3 separate regions of the Sus scrofa genome follow, and all the other regions are linked to region 3. The links are chromatin contacts, called in public Hi-C and HiChIP or PLAC-seq maps. All regions are on one chromosome and are shown on one strand. Each heading gives the region's core, a stretch centred on a gene start, on an enhancer-like site or on the middle of the called end of the contact. The rest is flanking DNA. Distances are from core to core; before and after follow the strand shown.

What was found. A called contact is a pair of places that touch in the nucleus more often than the background predicts. HiChIP or PLAC-seq counts read pairs in DNA pulled down with a chosen protein or histone mark.
Region 1: a Hi-C map of liver shows a contact between it and region 3, with 3 times the contacts expected there. The contact joins two enhancer-like sites.
Region 2: a contact with region 3 is called in an H3K27ac HiChIP or PLAC-seq map of alveolar macrophages. The contact joins two enhancer-like sites. A contact is called at or near these places in 1 of 47 Hi-C or Micro-C datasets (heart right ventricle) and 1 of 2 datasets of contacts at active chromatin or transcription factors (alveolar macrophages).

The regions. Positions count from the first base shown.
Region 1 is chr5:69,080,180-69,084,367 of Sscrofa11.1, forward strand. The region is part of intron 4 of CACNA1C (voltage-dependent L-type calcium channel subunit alpha-1C); the gene reads left to right. Among named protein-coding and RNA genes, the nearest start is that of CACNA1C, 65 kb to the left of the region's middle. Within about 2 kb of position 2,847, at least 11 of the 83 cell types and tissues checked have an H3K27ac peak or open chromatin away from gene starts, as enhancers often do. A contact at or near this core is called in liver, where this site is marked.
Region 2 is chr5:68,256,813-68,260,747 of Sscrofa11.1, forward strand. The region is part of intron 2 of ERC1 (ELKS/Rab6-interacting/CAST family member 1); the gene reads left to right. Among named protein-coding and RNA genes, the nearest start is that of ERC1, 35 kb to the left of the region's middle. Within about 2 kb of position 2,144, at least 3 of the 83 cell types and tissues checked have an H3K27ac peak or open chromatin away from gene starts, as enhancers often do. A contact at or near this core is called in alveolar macrophages, where this site is marked.
Region 3 is chr5:68,738,202-68,741,903 of Sscrofa11.1, forward strand. No RefSeq gene overlaps it. Among named protein-coding and RNA genes, the nearest start is that of ADIPOR2, 43 kb to the right of the region's middle. Within about 2 kb of position 1,995, at least 21 of the 83 cell types and tissues checked have an H3K27ac peak or open chromatin away from gene starts, as enhancers often do. A contact at or near this core is called in alveolar macrophages and liver, where this site is marked.

The DNA of each region.
Region 1 (4,188 bases), core at 1,597-4,096, 340 kb after region 3:
GAAAAACAGGGAGGGGTGCCCGGTTTGGAGGTCATTGTGAAGGGTAGGGTCCAGACAGACACAGAACCATCTGGAAAGCCAGTCCACATTTCTGTTCATTGCCGGCATGTAATTACCCGTTTTCCCATTAAGCTTGAAGAGGTTGCTTTCCGCTCTCCGCACCTTGTCTTGTTTCCCGGCGGGTGGGGAGAGCACGAGAAAACCCCCGTCATGCCGCCCGTCCTCTCACCATCTCCTCCTTTTACAGGGGTTTGTGTGACTTCCTGTGACTTTTCATTCAAGGTCAAGGTCTGAGGATCAACTTGATCGGCTGTGTCCAGCGCTGCAGGGCAGTGGGAGATCCTAAAAGAGGGACAGCACGCAGTGTAACAAAACACACAAGACTTTCGCAGTTAGAAGGTGGGGGACCAGGAGGCACTCAGTTCCACAGAACACGGGATCTAGGCTTTAGCCCTCCTGACTTTTGTTAGGGAAGGTGATGTAGGTTAACAAGCAAAATCAGGTGCAGGCAGTGACAAAGCCACCTCTTAGTGAATAATAAAGGAAACTACTAGCACCCAGTTACAGGTGCATACCTCTAGGGCATAGTGCAGCTGCTCATGGTTAAGGCGTAACTCCCTTACCTTGTCTTCGAAGGAGACCCTCTACCTTCGAAGGAGACCCTCTACGTTCGAACTCTGCGTCAGCAGTCCTTAGCTTGTTGTGCTTTTGCACAAGTGCCAAGTTTGCCTTTTGCAGAGTTCAGCAGTTCAATGGTCGCCAACACTGACCCGCGTAGAGCCAGGAATGGGGGTTGTGGGGGAGGAGTCCACCAGATGTGAGCAGAGGACAGACGGGTCCCCCTGGGGTCAGAGCACATTCATGTTCGGGAATTCCCATCTGCAACCCCTCATCACCCCAACTCCACGTCTACACAGTTCTGGGCTTAAGGACTAGGGTGACATCTGGAGAATGAGCCCAGGGCACAGAGACACTGCAACCCCCTTGGGGTGTGTTTCAGGAGCCCCAGAGGACTCGGGTCACAGAGGCTAAGTTATGAGAAGGGGGCTGAGCAGAGAGGAAGCTGGGGCTGCCGGGGGTGGGGTGCAGGTGCCGGCTGCCTGGCTCCTTCCAGGCAGGTGTGCGTGACGTTAACAGGACGAGGGGGTTACCACCAGCCTCCTCGGGCAAGCTTGGAGTGAGAAACGCCAAATACAGCACAGCCAGCGCTCCGCTTTAGTGGTGTTGGGGCTTCACCTGAGTTACGATCCGTTAGTCCTTCCCGGGGCCGACCCCTTTGGGGCGAGTCCGGTGCTTTCCAGTGGCTTGTTGTCAGGAGCAGACAGGAGGAGAGGCGGTGCAGAGAAAAGTGCAAGGCAGCTTCCAGATCAGAAGGCGAGGAGAGGTGAGGTGACTTGGGACATGAAGGGAGGCCTTCTCAGGAACCTCTCTGGGGAACTGAATAGGCAGCAGTTCTCCCCCAGATGAACCATTTTGGGAACTTCACCCCAAGCACGTGGGTTTCCCTGCTTTCCTTTCTGGGTGCTAGGATCACCCGTGTCGGTCTCCCAGGTCCCCGTGGGAAGCAATGTGCCCTCAGCGCATCTGGGACCGTTTAGGAAGATGCGGGGGTGGGAGGGCGGTCCATGGGGGCAACTTCTAAAGCTTCTTTGTTGCTTCTGTGTTCACCTGCACACATACACACTTGCACTTATAGAAAAACGGTCAAAGCTTTCAGAACTTTCTGAAGGAATTCACATGAGAAAGTCATAAAGAAATCTCTGAAGTGCCCTCCGAGTAGGGACGGAGGAGGAAAACAGCCTAAACAGATCACAGCGCAGCAGAGCCATCATCCCCGCAACCCCAGAAATCTGATAAATCTCTCGTGAAGTGAACTCCCTCCTGCGTGACAGTCTGTCTGGAGCTGTCAGCTCTGCCTTCGTATTAAAATACTGTGTTGAAAGGACCTGCCACGGAGATATTGATCTCACTCACAGGCCAGGGGCCTTGGATCTTGTCTTCTAGCTGCCACTCACAGACCCGTGTGTTAACCCCACCATTCACGTTTCATATTTAGCCAGATCTCTATGGCAAGGCTGGGGCCCTGATTTTTGGGAACACATCCTGTCAGGGGGTCTGAGTCCCACCTTCCTTGGTCAGACTGATAATGGCTGCGTGGTTGTAGTTCTGCAGCAGGTGTCTGTGCCAGGGACTCTGCTGTTTCCAGCTCTAGTCTGCAAACGGGAGAGCAGGTGTAGGGGAAGGTGACCTGGCCCAGGTCATGGGGAACCACGTTCCATGTGACTCTGCTTATTCTTTTCCAGCCCGCAAAACATTTGCCACCATGCCCAGCCCAGGTATGTTACCAAGGAGCCAGGGGCAGGGTGGTCTGGGTCTGAGACCAGGGGCGAGATGGCTGCAGCCCGTGTGTGACTTGAAGCTGCCTCCGGGCAGGCTGTGTCCATGGGCCTTACTGCTTGTCATCCCCTCTGGCCGGCTCTGAAAAATGTTCTTGGCCTTTCCAGTGGACGTGCCACAGAGGACTTGATTTTTCCCGGGGTCCCTTGGGAAATGATGCTATGCATATGGGAAGATGTGGTCTTGGCGGCCACCCGGGCGGTGGCAGAAACCTTGCCAGATGACATGTGGGGCTTCTGTGGAATTAACGCAGAAACTGATGAGTCTGCAGGGCCTGAGAGCTGACAAGGGACGTTTGAATGTCTGAGGTGAGGAAGAAAGGGCGGCTCTGACCCGTTTTGGGATTGTGTGCTTTGTGCTTGTAACCCTTCAGAAACACTCAGACAAACGCTCATGCTCAGAAGCCTGCTGGGCCGATGTGCGTCCGTTCCAGGCTCCAAGCCAGGGGAAGGAGAAAGGCAGGGCAAACAGCACGGGAACACCGTGGCCCTTCCTCCTGGACTCACTTGAAAAGCCAGGACCTATGTCACGTTTCGAGTGCAAGAATTTTCTCTACTGATGGCTTTTGGAAAACAGGAGCCTAGGAGATGCCCAGCTGTGGGAATCTTCTAGTAGCGAGAGCAGGCTGTTGCTTTTCCTGGTTTTCAACAGTATCTTAATTTTCCTATTTATGAACCATCCACTGCACTGGAAACTTTCTTGGCCCTCTTCAGGAAGGGTTGGTAGCCTGAGCGCAGGGGAGAGGCTTGTGTCAGCCGAGGGCAGCTGGCGGGGCCTGGACTTGGGCGGCACATTCCGCTGGGCAGGTGCAGGGTCCAGGCTGGGGCCTGGGAGGAGGAGATGTGGGCACAGCCAGTGGCTCAGGACCCTGAGGGCACCAGAGCACCTTTCCAAGTCAAGACGAGACTGTCGGCAGGAGGCTGTCTAAGGACCCAGGCTGGGTCAACCGGGGATGGGGTCTCGGGCACAGAGAGCACATGGCAGGGGCAGGGACCAGGACCAGGCAGGAGGGTGGGCAGAAGATAAGGGGCTGGCACCTCCTATCAGCAGGGGTTTCCTGTGCTGCTGGGGGGGCCGGCCCTCAGTCCTGCGTTCGGCTGCCGGGATCCTGCAGGTTGAGTTGGGTTCTGGCGGGAGCATAAGAGCAGGACCGGGTCTCCGCCTTGGTCTTTAGAGGAGCCACTGCTTGGGAGAGCAAGTGTTCAGTAACTGACTGACCAACAGGACTTGACCCACCTCCACCCCCGGGGATGGAGCAGAGCGAGGAATCCCCACCTCCTGTTCCCACGGTGACATCCTGCCCCTGGTGACGCCCAAGCTGCGCTCCCAGGCCCACAGCCCACCTTCCGTGGACCATGCATGCATGTCGGGGGTGGGGGGTGGTTCAGACAAACGAGGGCCAGATGTCACCAGTGACAGAAAAGACCCTGTCATGCAACATCCTTTCTCCCTGTTGTCCATCCCTGGAGCCTGCAGGACAGTGTCTTTCTTGGGAGGTGAGGTTGGGGCTGGGTTCTGGCGAACAGGATGCTGGCACCCCCCTCCCTGCCTCCTGCTGCTGTGAACGCCCTCCTGAAGAAGAGAACAAAGCATGGCCCGAGGGACGGCAGGGCTACAGTGAGGGGCGCTGGTGTCAGCTCCCCCACCAGCCTGGCCCCCTCCGGGGAGCTGGTCAGCCACTCCCAAGAGAGCACAGTTATTTTGGTCTCTGTCCCTGCAGCTGGATTTATAATTCAGGCTATTCCTTGCTTGTTGGGAACATTGATTCTAAAAAAAATAAAAGATAGCAGT
Region 2 (3,935 bases), core at 894-3,393, 480 kb before region 3:
TATTTAAAATCATGCTTGCAACTTGATATTGTTTTAACAGTTATCATTTTAATCAATTAATATGGGCACTCAGTTTGCCCAGAATAGTGTAAAACATTGGAAACCGTGCTTTATAACAAGTGGTTGGGGGAATTCTAAAGAAAAGACTTGTGACGTTTTAGATGTACTCTGTGTTTTCAGTAGGCCACCATGAAGAAGGAAGTTTTTTTGCCTTTCTTTCTTTTTTGGTATTTTTTTTAGAAGGCCAGTACTGCAAAAATGAGTACAAACATGAAGGTTTAGATTCTGGCTCCATGGAGGAATGTATTTTCTAACAAAGCTCTGTTTGATGAAAGAGTCAGTTTCATGGTATAGGCTTGACCATGGCTAGAACTGGCTCCTAGGAGGCCAAATTGCTTCTGGCAGCCTCTGTAGGTGCTTCAGGTCTTTCAGCTCTGCAGAATCCCCCAAGTGATTTGGAGTAAAGCAGCACTTCATGGGGAACCATTTGAGAATTACCTGTCCTCCCACCCTATTTTATCACTCCCTGCCTCTTTCCCTTTATGATAGATAGCTTTATCGAGGTATAATTTAATTCAGCCTTTAAAAGTGTATCACTTTTTTCATTCTTAATCTGACTTATTCAAAGAAGAATTTGAGGAAAGCTAACAGAAAGTGGCCCTAGGGAGTTCTTGAACAAGGGAAAGAATGACAACCAAAAAAATTGTTTAGGAGCAGGTTTTACTGCTCCTCAGCAGAGAGGATTGCTGGAAGGCAGGCAGGGAAAACAGATGAGTTTGTTGTAGAAAGCCTGGATTCATTTAGGTACTAGGAATGGAGAAGAAGGTGCACATCCATGAGACCTTTTCAAAGAAGTATTTAGATAATAGACTATGACGGCAAGAACCATGGTATTGTGATTGAGGAAATGTTTTTGCCGTTGATGATAAATGGATAGAGATTAGAAGTGAAACTAGATTTAGGCTAGGAAGCGATGAATTTAGTTTTAATTTGAGAAGTTTTTCATAAGCATTTGGAAATCAGAGACTAATGCCTGTGACCTTAGGTACATGCACACGGATGTTATTACATGTATGCTTTTTGACATTGGAAGCTTTACTGATCTAGTTAATTCAGTATCACTAGCTACATATCTCTGCTTACGGGAGTAAGGAATGGCAAGAGAGGGAAAAGCCATTAAATGGTACATGTTTTATATGTGTTTTCTCACCCAGCTGTTTTTGTTTTGGTCTTCTGCCTTTGTTGTATTTTTCTCTGAAGATAGATAACTCAAGTGATTCTCTTGATTATTGAAAGTCAGCATTCATCTAGAAAGGTTAGTGTTTGTATTCCTGTGATGGATGAAGTTCTGCTAGTAGATGTCCTTTATTTTTAGTTAACAAGTTCATTGAAGTCAAGTATATCTGCATGATGAATTTGGAGTAAATTTGTCAAGAAGGGAAATAATGTGGAAATGTGCCTTCAGCAAAGAAATGATTAACTTTGTATTAAAATGTTATGACCCAACATAGTGTCCATGAGAATGTGGGTTTGGTCCCTGGCCTCGATCAGTGGGTTAAAGATCCGGTGTTGCCTGCCCCCATAGCATGTGGAAGTTCCTGGGCCCAGGAATTGAACTTGTGCAACAGCAGTGACTTGAGCCACTGCAGTGACAATGCTGGATTTTTAACCCACTCAGTCACATAGGAACTCCTGTCTTGCACTTTGAATAGATCTTTAAAAGTAGAGGATATATGGTAATAATACATATGCCTTCTGCTTTTGTAACATTGCAAAACATTGGTCATTTGGAAACTATCAGTTCTTTGAGTTATGCAAGTCTTCTAGATGTTGACACATTGCATTAGACAGATTAAAAAATATTCATTAATATCATTTCCTATCTCATCAGAAAAGTCTAATAAGTATTAGTAAACTGTCAGGTTCACCAGGCAGGAGATACAAGTTTTCCAAAATTCTGAGTTTTGTTTGAAACATCAGATTTTCTCATTGGCAAGAAATAGTGCCAGTTATTGTCTCTGAGTTGATAGGTTTGTTTCATAAAATTTTTTTTTTTTTTTTTTTTTTGCACATCCGTGGCATGTGGAAGTTCCCAGACCAGGGATCCAGTTCATGCCATAGCAGTGACTCAAGCTGCTGTTGTGACAATGCCAGATCCTTAACCTGCTGTGCCACAAGGCAGATGCTCTTTTATTAATTCTTGAGAATTTAGCCATATACCTGAGTCTGAATAATCATTGGTTCTGAGTTTAGTCTTTTAAATTAAAATGCTGCTCATTGACGCAGGCATTATGTTACAGTGTGCAGCAGAAGTGCCTTAAGCTTCTTTGAGAAAGAGAGACCTGAATGATATGACTCTAGGGGAAAATGTTCCAGGCAGAAGGGACTACCAGTCTAAAGGCCTTACTGGGATTTTCTGACTCTGGTCAGAGGTTGCCACTAAGGGTTTCAACTAGTTTATTCTTCTTTTCTTTTTTAGGACCACACCCAAGGCATAAGAAATTTCCTAGGCCAGGGGTCAAATCAGTGCTGAAGCTGCTGGCCTACACCACAGCCACAGCAACATGGGATCCGAGCTGTGTCTGCGACCTACACCACAGCAACGCTGAATCCTTAACCCACTGAGTGAGGCCAGGGATCAAACCCGAATCCTCATGGATACTTGCTAGTTTATTCTTTAACCTCTTATCTGTTCAGTGTTATAATAAAACATTGTGGTCTTTGACATTAAGGCTTTTGCTTCTTGGCCACAGTTAAGGAAATTATACTATTTCTTTAGTAGTAGTAAATAATAAATCTAATAAGCTGAAATTCAGCCTAAACAATATTAAATAATAGAAAACTTCACTGTTCTAGAAAGCTGGAAAGGTACTTCTTCAAAGTTTTGGAATGGGTTTATCCATGTGCACTGAGTGAAAAATTCCTGCTTTAAGATCTGTTGTTAACAGTTTTGGTTGTGCAGTCTCAGATATTAACTGTGTGTAGAGATGCCACTCTCTCTCACAAGCTGTGAAAGTGTTTCTCCATTTAAACACTACTTTCAGTGTTTACTATTTAATATATTGTTGATTTAACAAATATTGAGCACCTCCTTTGTACCATTATATTTTTCTGGTGAACTGCTCTAACTGAAAAATAAAGCTGAAAGCAATGTAAAAACTTTATAAGGTGGTAAGTTTGCTTTCTTGAATTTTTGGACTTCTGAATCAACATTAACCTTAAAGTGTCTCAGTGATTTAGAGGATCTGTGTAAAGAACTCATACATTTTCTCCTGGATTGTTCTTTTTACACTGTATCTTATTTTTTAGGGTAAGATGGATATGAGGATAGTAGACTTTTAAAAATATACAGTAACCCATAGTAGAAACATCATAACATAGTAGAGAGCAAGCTGAAAAAGGTCAAAAGATCCAGTGTTTTCTTGTTGCTGTTTGTTGATTGTTGATTATGGTATGGATATATTTCTGTGCTTAGAGGGGTTCCTTGGGTGGGTTATCTTAGCCAATAGTTACAATTGGCTAACCAGGAAATGTCTGCTAATTGAATGTTTCATGGTAAGGATTTCTCTTTGGTCATTTACCCAGTTTTTACTATGAAGAAATTAAAAAAGGACATATTGGTCAATTTTTTATTGTAATTGCCATTTTTAATTTTGTTTGCTCTCTGAGAGCCATTTAATATCCATAACCCTAAATGAAGCAGGACTTCAGTTCTTCAAGAATCACTGCATACTTTAAAAATTATCTTGTTAAAAAAAAAAATCTTAAAAGGAGTTCCCATTGTGGTTCAGCAGAAACAGATCTGCCTAGGAACCATGAGGTTGTGGGTTTGATCCCTGGCCTTGCTCAGTGGGTTAAGGATCCAGCGTTGCAGTGAGCTGTGGTGTAGGTCGAAGACATGGCTTGGATCTGGTGTTGCTGTGGCTTTGTTGTAG
Region 3 (3,702 bases), core at 745-3,244:
GTTCAAAAAGTTGGGCATGCGGGAGTTCCCATCGTGGCTCAGCGGGTTAAGAACCTGACTAGCATCCATGGGTTCGATCCCTAGCCTCTCTCAGAGTTAGGGATCTGATGTTGCCGTGACCTGTAGGTCACAGATATGAGGCTTGGATCCCACCTGCCTGTGGTGTAGGCCGGCAGTTACAGCTCCAATTTGATTCCTCCATATGCTGCAGGTGTGGCCCTAAAAAGAGAAAAAAAAGAAAAAAAAGGGTATATGGTCCTTGCAGGCAGCCCAGTGGAGCTTCAGATTTTTCCTCTGGACCAATTTGGGAAGAATTAGATCAGCCTCAGTGTTGTTTTAATTTTTTTGGCCCCACCAGCAGCCTGAGGAAATCCTGGGCCAGGGATTGAACCCTTGCCACAGCACCCACCTGTGCCTGATCCCCAACCTATTGAGCCACACGGAAACTCCTGTTTTACTTATTTTTTTAAAGGTTGAGTGTGGAATAAAGATGAGGGGAGTGCCTAGTCTGGCCAGCATGCCAGATGTGGGTGACAACAGTGGAGCTCAGGCCGGGAAGTGGCATGGGTTAGCCCTTGCTCTTAAGTAGCCGAATTCTCTGCATGTTTGAAGGTCATCACTGCCGAGGTGGGAATAACTCTAGCTACCATGTGGAGGCCTTACTGTACCAGCTGCTTTGCATGTATTGTATATAATTCTCTCAGTACCTCTGCAAGGTAGGCATTACCATCCACAAGTTACAGGTGGGAAAACAAGATTCAGAGAGGTCGAGTAACATCCTCTGACTCACACAGCTGCTAATTGACGCTGACCGACTCCAAGCTCCTTCTGGTTCCTCAGCGGATGTCTGGGTAATCACAGGATGTAGTCACCTGCAACAGAGGTGTGTGTTTCCTTGTGAGCCTCAGGTGTGTACAGTAATCTTCCCCCATCTTGCCACTGTGAATTTGAACAAGAAGGGTGAGTCAGGAAACTTCTGATAGGGGCATACAGCTGAAGGAACTTGGCCGTCCTGAATCTAAGGTGAGAGATCAAGGCGTGCAGAGCCAAGGACACAGATTTGCACAGAGTGAAGAAAGGGCATCTGGTGTACATGTTGAAACAGAGAGGGGATGGGGAAGCCTTGAGTCGGGCGCTGTGAGGCCGGGATGGCAGAACTAGCTCCGTAATTCTCAGCCTGTGTGAATTACAGAGAGAGGCCCCATGGTGGGTTCATTTTACATAAAACGGTTGGGTTCCTTTTGCTTGTTTGTTTTGTTTTTGATTATCTGAAAATTTTAATTTGTTCTGGCAATGTAACTAACACAGCATAAGGAGTTAAGCCCTCGGGCCAGGCAGGACCGTGGCCCCTGGAGGGTGGGGGGTGGCAGGAGGAGGGAGAGGCCTGAACTGAGGTAACCCAGGGAAGGTTGTAGGGGTGGGAGCCAGGAGATGGGTTGGGAGGTTGCCTGCCCAGCCTTAACCCACTGCATAGAAAGTAAAAGAGGAGTCCCTTTTGTGGCCTAGCGGAAATGAACCTGACTAGTATCCATGAGGATGCGGGTTCGATCCCTGCCTTTGATCAGTGGGTTAAGGACCCAGCATTGCCATGAGCTGTGGAGTAGGTTGCAGACTTGGCTTGGATCCGGTGTTGCTGTACCTGTGGCCAAAAAACAAAAAAAGAAAGAAAAGAAAAAATGGAGGGAGTTCCCTGGTGGCCTAGTGGTTAAAGGACCCGGTATTGTTACTGCTGTGGCGTGGGTGTGATCCCTGCCCTGGAAACTTCCGCATGCTTTGGGTGCAGCCAAGAAAATAAAAAGCACCCTTCCCTTCAGTCACCAGGGAGAGGCCTGAGGGAAGGGGACAGGTTGCTGACTGCTTGTCCCTCTGTGAACACACAGGATCTGAGTTCAGAAGACAAGAATTCAGCTGGTGGGAGAATGAGGGTGGGGAGAGGAGGTCACCCATCTCCTGGGTCCATGAATGGGACCCTGGCCTTGGACATCAGCCCCAGGGCCAGAGTGTGTCTCTTCTGTAGATGTCGCCCCAGCTCCCAGGACCGGAATGTCAGCTTTCCTGCCCTCCAGTCTGTCTTGACTGCTGGATCCCCTTGTGTCCGCAAAGCCTCAAAGCAGTAAGGCCACCAGTCTGTACCAGGAGGGCGGGACTGTGTCCTCAGGGGGGCCCAAGGCCACAGCAGAGAACACCTTCCTCCCTTGGCTCAGCCCAGCCTGGTGCCGGGACGTGCTGGTGGCCCTGCTCACAGAGGGGCTGCGGTGGTAGGGAAGGGTCCCAGGACCTCAGCTTGCAAACTGGAAGGTGTTTCCTGAGAGGCAGGTCTCTACTCAGGGTGGGGTTTCTGTTGGTCCTTTTGGGCTGCCCTGAATAGTATGGATTACGCATACTCTAGTTTATCTGGGAAAATGCCTTCCAGTTCTAAACAAAGTATTTAGGAATTCTTTCTGAGAACAATGCCCATTCATAAGATGGGGACATTGTGTTCTGGTGACTCTCGGCTGGAAGAGGGAGGTGACTGGGGTGTCACCCCTACAAAGCTGGCTGTGCTTAGAAACCCAAGTCCCAGTGTTTGCTCAAAATATGAGCATGCAGGGTGACTGGTCCGAAGAACCTGCCCTGCGTGACAGTCACATGTCCTGCCCATGTGCCATGTCCTTCACTCTGAGCTAAACAATCTTGGGAAACTGTGTCCTCTGCAAAGTTCACTGTACACAACTTCAGACACTGTCCAGGCCAGAAAGGCTAAGAAAAATCTTCTCTCTCAGAACACCTACTGTTTCTGCTTATCTTTTAACAAAAGAGGGGCAAGGAAATTGTTTGGAAATCTGAACACTGAGGTGTTTTTTTTGTTTTGTTTTGTTTTTTGTATTTTTTCATGTAAAGAAGTGGGTTCTTTCTTTCTTTCTTTCTTTCTTTCTTTCTTTCTCTCTTTTTCATTTTTGAAATGTAATTGACACACAGTGCTCTGTAAGTTTTAGGGCAACGGCATGGCGACCTGTCTCGCACATATTGTGAGATGATGACCACAGTGAGTTTAGTTAAATCCATCACCCTATAGAGATTTAAAAGATTTTCCTCCTTGTGAAGGGAACACTTAGAACCTACTCTCTCTCTCTTTTTGGCCAGGCCCCACAGCATGTGGAAGTCCTCAGGCTGGGGATCACTGCACCACAGCATCAACTCAAGCCACAGCAGTGACAATGCTGGATCCTTAACTCACCGAGCCACCAGAAAACTCCTAGGATCTACTCTCTTAGCAACTTTCAAATACTCCATATGGCATCAAGTTCACTTCATTTTTGTTTCTTCTCTTTCCCTTTTACTGTGAGAAGCCTAACTCCCATGGGAGTATTTTAAGGAGCTAAAAAGAATGAGAAAGAAGTGAAAAGTCACCACGGCCCTAGCTCCCCTGTGCCAGCACCCCCTGCAATGGCCTTAGGGTTAGGTCAGACCAGGGCCCAAGTGGTCTCAGCAGCCCAGGTTGTGCTGGGCACCCCAAGGTTGTAAGAGGTCACAACAGTAGTGCCAGTACTTGGTGCAATTTTAGGACAGCCTATAAATACACACCAGGGCAAAGTGAATTCCAGGCCACCCAGAACGTTTGGTTGTGCTGAACCTCCATGGTTCACCTGGATTAACTCTGAGTGACCTCCAGCTGTTGATCTGACCCTAAACCCAGAAACATGAGGTATAATTGGGGTTACA